2 separate regions of the Mus musculus genome follow, and region 1 is linked to region 2. A link is a contact called in public Hi-C data. All regions are on one chromosome and are shown on one strand. The core of a region is the stretch at or near the end of the contact, and the rest is flanking DNA. Distances in the headings are between cores, read along the strand shown. Region 1 holds the start of E130101E03Rik (RIKEN cDNA E130101E03 gene). Region 2 has its middle 23 kb from the start of Gm40509.

Evidence for each region. A called contact is a pair of places that touch in the nucleus more often than the background predicts.
Region 1: a Hi-C map of the N1E-115 cell line shows a contact between it and region 2, with 4 times the contacts expected there. The contact joins the promoter of E130101E03Rik here to the enhancer-like site in region 2. A contact is called at or near these places in 2 of 39 promoter capture datasets (the 3T3-L1 cell line and the HPC-7 cell line) and 3 of 484 Hi-C or Micro-C datasets (the HL-1 cell line, the N1E-115 cell line and cardiomyocytes).

What each region holds. Positions count from the first base shown.
Region 1 is chr9:24,972,733-24,976,808 of GRCm38.p6, reverse strand. E130101E03Rik (RIKEN cDNA E130101E03 gene) reads right to left here and starts at 2,601. Exons shown (of 5, transcript NR_153861.1): 1 at 2,534-2,601; 2 at 2,010-2,039.
Region 2 is chr9:24,919,617-24,923,666 of GRCm38.p6, reverse strand. No RefSeq gene overlaps it. Among named protein-coding and RNA genes, the nearest start is that of Gm40509, 23 kb to the left of the region's middle. Within about 2 kb of position 1,411, at least 9 of the 459 cell types and tissues checked have an H3K27ac peak or open chromatin away from gene starts, as enhancers often do. A contact at or near this core is called in the N1E-115 cell line, where this site is marked.

The DNA of each region.
Region 1 (4,076 bases), core at 1,352-3,851, 52 kb before region 2:
TCCACAGTCACATGAGTGAGAGATAAATTCAAACTAAGACCATTTCAATGAACAGTGTTGACCTGACAAAGCTCACTCTCTAGCAGAGGCTCTTTGGGGTGTGATTGTTACTAATCCATTCTTAGTTTCAGTTAACATTCCTATTCTCATGTCAGGTATTTTTTGTTTGTTTTTGCGGTTTTTTTTTTTTTTTTTTTTTGATGCTTGGTCAACAGTACGTAAGGGACCACATTGCTGAGATAATTTCTCTGACACAGCCCGAGACTGTGGATTGTTCTATGCTGTAGTAATAATAGGAAAGGCTTTAAAATGTGCTGGGTAGGATGCCTCGTGAACATGACTGTTTTTGTTTTTTCCTCTGCACTCACATTCCAATTAAATTTTCAGGTCTTTGTGATCTCTATAGCTCAGGGATTTTTGCAGAAAAGTGAACAGAGTTTATGAAGTCCTTGCTTCCTTTTGTATTTCATAGCAGCGTGTGGCAGAATTGGCTGTGTGACAGGAAGTCGGGTAGAGAAGAGGGAGCTTAAAGGTAAAGACGCAGAAGAGAAAGAGTCTGTGGTCAGTATACACAAATCACCCCGAACTCATTCCTACCCTGTCTGTCCCCGGGAAGGTGCCCACATTTACAGGAAACAACTTTGTGGGTTCCCGTTTCTGTGCAAGACTGGAGACTGGGCATTATCCATGATGGGGGCCCTGGACAGAGAGGCCTCCAGGATAGTTAAGGGCCAACTTTTTGCAGTCAAAGGATCAGAGCCTTATTTTTAAGACAGAGATTGCACATTTTGTGCCATTTTTTTTTTCTTCAAGCACCAGATTAAAGAACACTTGCTATTCTTTGCCTTCTTAAATCAAAGTAACATTTTTTCAGGGTGGCTCTCACCTTGTTCTCTTCCAAGCTGTACTCTATGGACAATGGACTCCCCAACTCTCACCTCTGCACCCCATGACTCCCGTCCGTGCACTCCCAGACTTCTCACACCTGCTCTGAGTACCTTGGACTTGGTATAACAACTACCATCGCTAACTAGCAGATTTCATGCCTGGCGGTCCTGCCTTCAAGCTGCTGACCCTGCTATCCTTTCTTCGGGTAGAGATTTTCTCTGTTTTCTGGTTGTTAATCTTCCAAGAACCTGGAGAGGCCTTCCCAGACTCTTCATCCTTAAATTGAGAACCCTGAGGTCTGACACTTTCTGAATCATCTCTGATTCCCCACATGTAAGCACAATGACAGGAAACATTTGAATTAGGAAACATTTGAATGATGACTGTGTCTAATCATTAGTGAAAGTTCTGTAGGGTGTGAGGCTTCCTGGGGATGTAGACTGGCATGCATACTTGGTGCCCAGTGTCTGCCCCTGATGGACCAGAAGTGATATCCATCAAGACAATTCGAGAGGCATTTGCTTGAAAGTTGTAAATAGTGACAAGGACATCTAAGAGAGATAGTACTAGGCAGCCTAGGCTACTCCCCCCCCCCCCACACACACACCTTTTGGGGCTACCCCAACTTGAAGGACAGGCGGACTTATGGCTGAGGGCCGCAGGGGTTTGACACATTAGCAAACAGCAGGTCCAGCAGAAGGGAAAATAGATCCAAAAGGCAGAGCAAAAGGCAAGAGACTCAGGACTGCAGTGCTAGAGAAACTCCAGCGCTTCCAAATTGCTATTTTCACAAAACTGGGATGACTGAGGCCCTTCAGTGCATGTTGCATAGGTTTCTGCCTGGCTCTCACTGCTCAGGAGATCTCATACCTCAATGACGCCCTGAAGTTCTACCCAAGACCATGATGGAGACCATGTCCCCTCCATTCCTGTTTAAAACAGCCACGATGGGAGAGTATCAAGGGGCTATCTCTTCAGAGTATTTGTTTTTTCTTTGTGTGGGAAGTACAGCTAGCAGCCTTCTCAGCTCTTGGTTTTCTCCCCGCCCCCAGCTCGCCAGATCCATCCAGGAAAGGCAGCGCTGACTTTCCATCAAATTCTCTCCTGCTTGTTTCCCTCACCTTTTCTCTTTCTTAATCTTCCCATGTCTCCTAAAAGGATTAATTAGAAAGATGTGAGCAGGGGTTGGGACGTCAGAAAACAATCGTCACTTTCCTATCTGACCTCTCTCACCAGCTGCAGAATTAACAAATTGAATGTCCTCAGCAGGCAGGGGTGGCACATGATACCGAGTTCATTAGGAGCCTCGCTGGGGCCGAGCGAGTAGACCGATTTAAACAACTCTCGCTGATTAAATTCCTTCCAGGCACTCCCGCCAGATGCTGTTAGAAAATACTCACATCCAAGAGGTTTTTAATTTTTTTTTAAACATGTGCCAATTATTTCCCTGCTATCTGCAGGTGCTGGCAAGCGTCACAGGCCGGCCTGGCCGGGCTGTCTACACGCTTATCCACCCGGCGCCTGCCTGGGGGGCTCACGTCTGCAAGAATGGGATCCCAGGGGCTCTTCTCTAGGCTGTCAAAACTCTCCAGCCACCCTGCCTGGCTGGCCTTCCCTGCCCCCAACCCTGGCCCCAGCGCCTCACCTTCTGAAGCTCACAGCTCTCTCAAATGTTCCTAGGTGGCAACACAGATCTGGTGACCTGCTAGAAGTGGGGCCCGAGAGGGCAGGCATGCAGTAATGTTGGGCTGAAGCCAACTGCCTTCCAGCCAGGCTAGGCTTCAGCCCTGAGCCAAACAAGGACATATAATTGCCCCCTCCGTGAGCAGGGTTGCATACTTGGCATTGGTTCACAGGCATCCCTAGCAGAAGTCCCACAATGTACTTCCCTCAGACTTCTCTACTCCAGCAGTCTCAAATACTTAGCTTATTCCTCAATCAATGCTTAATTAATTCTCATCAAATTAATAGATGCCACTTAACCACTAAAAGCAAGGACTCATAATATAAACCACACTTTTTAGCATTGCTCATATGTTTAATGAAGGTAAAGTAGCTTTTGACTAATAAAAAACTGATTATTCTGAAACCAAGCTTTCTCTTCGCTCCTTTATATTAAGGGATGGTGGCTTTGTACCACTGTTACCAGCCCTCAGAATAATACCTTTCTTGGTTGTTTCCTATTTTCCTGTCTACACCTTTAGAATTCACTCTTTGTTTTAGCATTTGCTATAGCTGTTAACCTTGGTGATCATCTCCTCTCATAGGCACTAAAAGTTCATGTTTGTTCATTTCATAGAACCCTTTCATGGCTTGGATGATCTTTGATCCAGAGCTGAATAACTGGCACCCTCTTCTTGACCATTCACTTGTGTCTACTTTCCCTGCGCTGAACTAAGAGCTTCCCTGAATTAAACAACACCCAGCCATTACAAAGACTGGAGGGGGGTTGCAGCAACCAGGGAGGGTTGGGAAAGAGGCATTTGCCTGGATTCAGATGTCTCATGAATCTGGGTGCTCACGTACAGATGTAGAGACTGGGTCCAGATGGGAGGAACAGAAGTTAGGACTTCGATCTAATGGTGTTGCCATGTCTCCTCATCCCTGAAGCCCCCAATACAAAGAATACAGTGTAAATCTGAGAAAAACTACAAACAAAATAGCCAGTGATAAAAATAGAAAAGAACACTAATTAATTCTGGGAGATCTGTTACCAATCATGATGCCAACAGCTTAAGCTCCAAGAGAGAAGATAGGTAACAATTGGGCCCCATCTTACAGATGGCCCTATCCCCAAGTCACAGGGACAAGGATTAGGGAAACAGTTCTCACCATCCTCTGAATCCCTAGAGATTCTGGAGTCTCCTCTGTGCCCAGGCTGCCCCCTGACAAATGCTTGTCACATGACCTTCCTCCAGACCATCTTTATCTGCTCTGTTCAGAGGTCACATTTCCATCAATGCAGAGGGATGGAGGCAGCCTGCTTTATCTGGGTTTATTTTGTGCATAAAGATTAACATCGGATGTCAGTAGAGTTATGGATAAAGGGTATTGTAGGCTGAGATTTTTCAAACCCTATTTTATTTAGGGTTCTTAAATGCTTCAACCTCCCTTTTAATCTACCGACCAAAGGTAAGAGAGAAAGATAGTTAATAGGACAATGGGGTTGTGGGCCTGTTTAGAAGTAG
Region 2 (4,050 bases), core at 162-2,661:
CATTTTTCTCTATCTTGGGCACCTAGACACCGGGAACTGCTCAGTCATCTCAGAATGCATACAGGCACACTGAAATACATAAAATAAAACCAACAGGCTGAGACAACAACGGAGAGGGAAGAGCAGGCTTTGTTAGTCATGGCTACTGTCTAGGGGTGGGTCAAGTCACATGGGATTGACACCCCCCCCCCCATCTCCATCACTTCCTTGTTTGAGATGATAGCAAACATATCGTCTCTCTGGATCCTTGTGATTTTGTCTGTCATGTGGGGAATCATGAACAAAGCATTGCTCTTAGTGCCTGAGGAGCACATGCGTGTAAAGGACTGGACACATGCTCTTCTCTAGTGTCAAACAAAGGCAGATGCTCAGAAAAGAGTGGACATTGTTATGTTGGCTAGCAGAAAGGAAAAGGAGGAGAATGGGTGCTTATTAGGCCCTCCTTTGCCCCTGGCCCTTGTCTCCCTGCCTGCATCTTACAGAACCAACACTTTTGCCTGGCCCAAAACTCAATGCATTTTTACTCTGAATCTTACCCCCTTTTTTTTCTTATTGCCATAGTTCAAATGTTTACTCTACTGCCTCCCACTCCCATTAAGCATATTTGATAACAAAATGGCCCTGGCCTGATTTGAAAGCCCAAGCTACTCATTTATCATGAAATTTACAAAGCTTGTAGGCTGGTCTCATTCCATCAGGAGTCCGGATTCCACTCTACATCCTGTGGCATGGGTGGGGAGGGGGGCAGGTTTGGTGGGTGGTAGAGAGCCCATCTCCAAGACATGCACTTCATGCTCTTGCTTCTAAAATAGCCACCCCTGTTTTCCTGTTTCTTGTCAACTGGGAGCTTATTCTGAAATTAGACCAAGTGGAAAAACACAAAGGGTTTGTCCAGCTTTGTACCATTAAATCTGAGTGGCAAGTGTGATGGGGGAGGGGTGGCTTCATTATATAGTCAGTGGAGCCTTTTAGCTTCAGTAAGTGAGTCTGACTCAGGAATGCGGACGATTGTATCTCAGGAAAAAAATCAATATTAAGATGCACAATTGGTCCCCTGGTATCGAAAGAATTAGTTGATCTACATGCTAAATGACAAGGCTCTTGATAACAGGGATTATGTGACCTGCCTTTCCAGCCAAGACTGGTAGGGACTGTCCTTTAGGTCCCCAAGGCAGAGATAATCTAATTAGAACAACAAAGACCAGGTCCATTTGAGAAGAAAGTGACATGGGGTAGATGGGGGTGGGGGCTTACTGTTGAGTAGATGAGGCCCTGTTAGGTCTTCAGGGGTAAGGGTGGGCTCAGTAAAGGGAGAAGCTTGTAGGTAGGATCTGCTGCGGAAGGAGGCCTGGAGGGGAGGGGTGGACAGAGGTCACCTCTAAAACATGACTTAATCTGCACTTTGGCTCCACAAACAGTGCCACACTGGCTCCCAGTCTCCAGCCAGACTTGACAGAACCAGTGAGCAAGGCTCCAGACATCTAGACACTCAGGGTCCTCCAGGAAGGAGACAAGCAGCCTGAGAAATATTTGGAAACTTGTGATCATACTCCTTCCTCTGGGAGTTCCCTGCATCCAAAGGCCAAGTCCCAGGGACCATGTTACCTGCCCAGGACAAAATGAGAATAAGCTGCCCAGGACAAAATGAGAATAAGGCCATGTTCTATGGATCCCTTCTGTCATCCTCTGATCTCACACCTGCCCTGGGCATTTGACAGTAAATGTTTCTATTTTAAAAATGAGAGGAAGTATCTTTCTCCCATTCCTACCCCGTTCTCTGGAGAGAGAGAGAGAGAGAGAGAGAGAGAGAGAGAGAGAGAGAGAGAGAGAGAGAGAGAGAGAGAGAGGAAGAGAGAGAGAGAGAGAGAGAGAGAAATATCTAGGTGGGTAGATAGGTAGTCTGAGTTGCTGTGATTTGTGAGTTTGGAAAGCTCTTCTCTGGCACATTAGGAAGCTTTCCTTGATCCCAAAAATGTTTCTGAAAGTCTGTCAAACTTTTCAAAACAAAAATCAATGAATCTGCATTGCTAAACACACTTCTTAGTAAGTGGTTTTAAGCTTTATTCTCAGAAATTCCTTTTTTTCCTCTGGAAAAGAAAAATCAGCCTTGTAAGATCTGTTCTTCGTCTCCACTTCTCCAGGTCTTTTCAGTTCAGAAGTACTCCTTTGGGAAAGCTGTATGGTGTATCATGGGGTTAGGTACACTAGCATGGAATCTGCTGCAGGTCATTGACTTACTGGTCCCTAGATGTTCTTGTGGGCATAGCAAGAAGCCTTTCCTAGCTGGGAGAAAAGCCTAGGACAGATGAACTCCCTGTGGCATGGAGTAAAACCCTGTCCTGTAGTGGTAGCCTGTTTCATCTGACTGCAGCTTGGCTGCTGTCCCTGAGGACTATGGGAGTCAGGAATACTATGCAGTGACTTGGTATTGTGATCTGATTGGATGGATAGAGAGACTCCTGGGTGGCATTCCAGACAGAACTAAGAGAAGAAACTGGTCATAGAAGCAAGCCACATTCAAGGGTCACTGAAAAGCTCTGACTCTGGCAAAACACTCTTGTTTGGGGAATAGGAAATGAAGCTGAATAGGAAGGTGAGGATGGAGTGACTTTCAAGGTCAATGGTAGAGTGGCCACACTCACTTCTTTATCCTTTTGTCTAAGACCATCATCACTAACGAACTGTGACAATTGTGTTCTTCTCTGTGTGGAAATCTACTGCTTACTACTGCTTACTGGGCAGATCCAACCTTCAAATTGGGTCTTTTCTCTTCCCATCCACCTTGATTGATATGTATGGAACTAGGAGATTCCGAAGGATGAAGACACGAAAGAAGGGGGCACAAAACCCCAAACTGCCACTTACTGTTGATTTCAACTATTATTACTATAATTATGCTTTAAGCAGGGGCTCAGAGTCAAGGGCAGAACCAAATGCTGGAGATCCTAAAGCTTATACTTGAGGTCCATTCAGCCAAGCACTTCCCCTATCAGTGTCTAGTTTTTCTCATGTGTAAAATAAAGGGCTTGGAATGGATGCAGGTTGTGATCTATCCTGACACAGAGATTCTTGGATTCCTACAGATAGATGCCAACAGAAAAGCAGCCAGGATGAGCCTCTCAGGGTCTCCTCTGGAGGAAAGGCAGGTGATGGGAGGAGCAGGGGAACCCCACTGAACTAGGTTAGAAGCTGATTGCTACCAGGTAATTGGGAGTTGGTAGCCTTAGTTGCTGTTTGTGTTGGTGATCTGTACAGAGCATGTGGCCAGGGCGCCTCGTGGTCTCCCAGTAGGAAGTCGATGAAAGGTCTCATCTGGAGACAGCTTCCTCTGAGGCTTGAGAATACTAGAAAAAGTTCCATATCTGTTGTTTCCGTCTAGATTTCGCCTTGGCCTGGTTCTCATCTTCACAGGGTCAATTTGGCAGATGTTCCCTCCCAAAGGGACTTCTCAACAAAGCCTCTTTTCTCACCAGTTACATCCCCCGCTTCCTTGTCTGCCTTCTTTGGCTTCTGAAGGATGCATTTTGGAGACATGAGTTGAGGCTGGGATTAGGTCATGGCTCCACGAAACAGGATAGGGAAATGGTATCTTCGTTTGTGGCTAGAACTGCATGTCTTCCATCCAGGGTGCGGACCAGAAGCTGTTACTGTTTGCCATATAGCTATCAAGAATTTAGCTGTTGGGAGCCAGCTTGCCAGTGGCTCTTGTGAAACTTCAAGAATGTAGATAGCGTTGAGAACCTTGGAGCCATCGTATGGAATGTCCAGAGAGGCGTTTCGCAGGCTTGGCTTGACTTAACTTATTAATTTATTTATATTTTTACAGGGACTTGATAAGGCCCTATTTCCTTTTGAAATGTGTTTTTCCAGGCTCCTACATCTCCATTCTCAGATGGAGTATACAAAGGCCCATATTGTAGGATTAAGGTCTGTCTTTCAACATTTGCTTTGGGTTAGTGAGCTTTTTGACTAGATATTAAACGAAACAAATATCTTCTGTTTGCTGGTACTTTAAGACACATCTCGGAAGTATGTAGCTTAGACTAAATA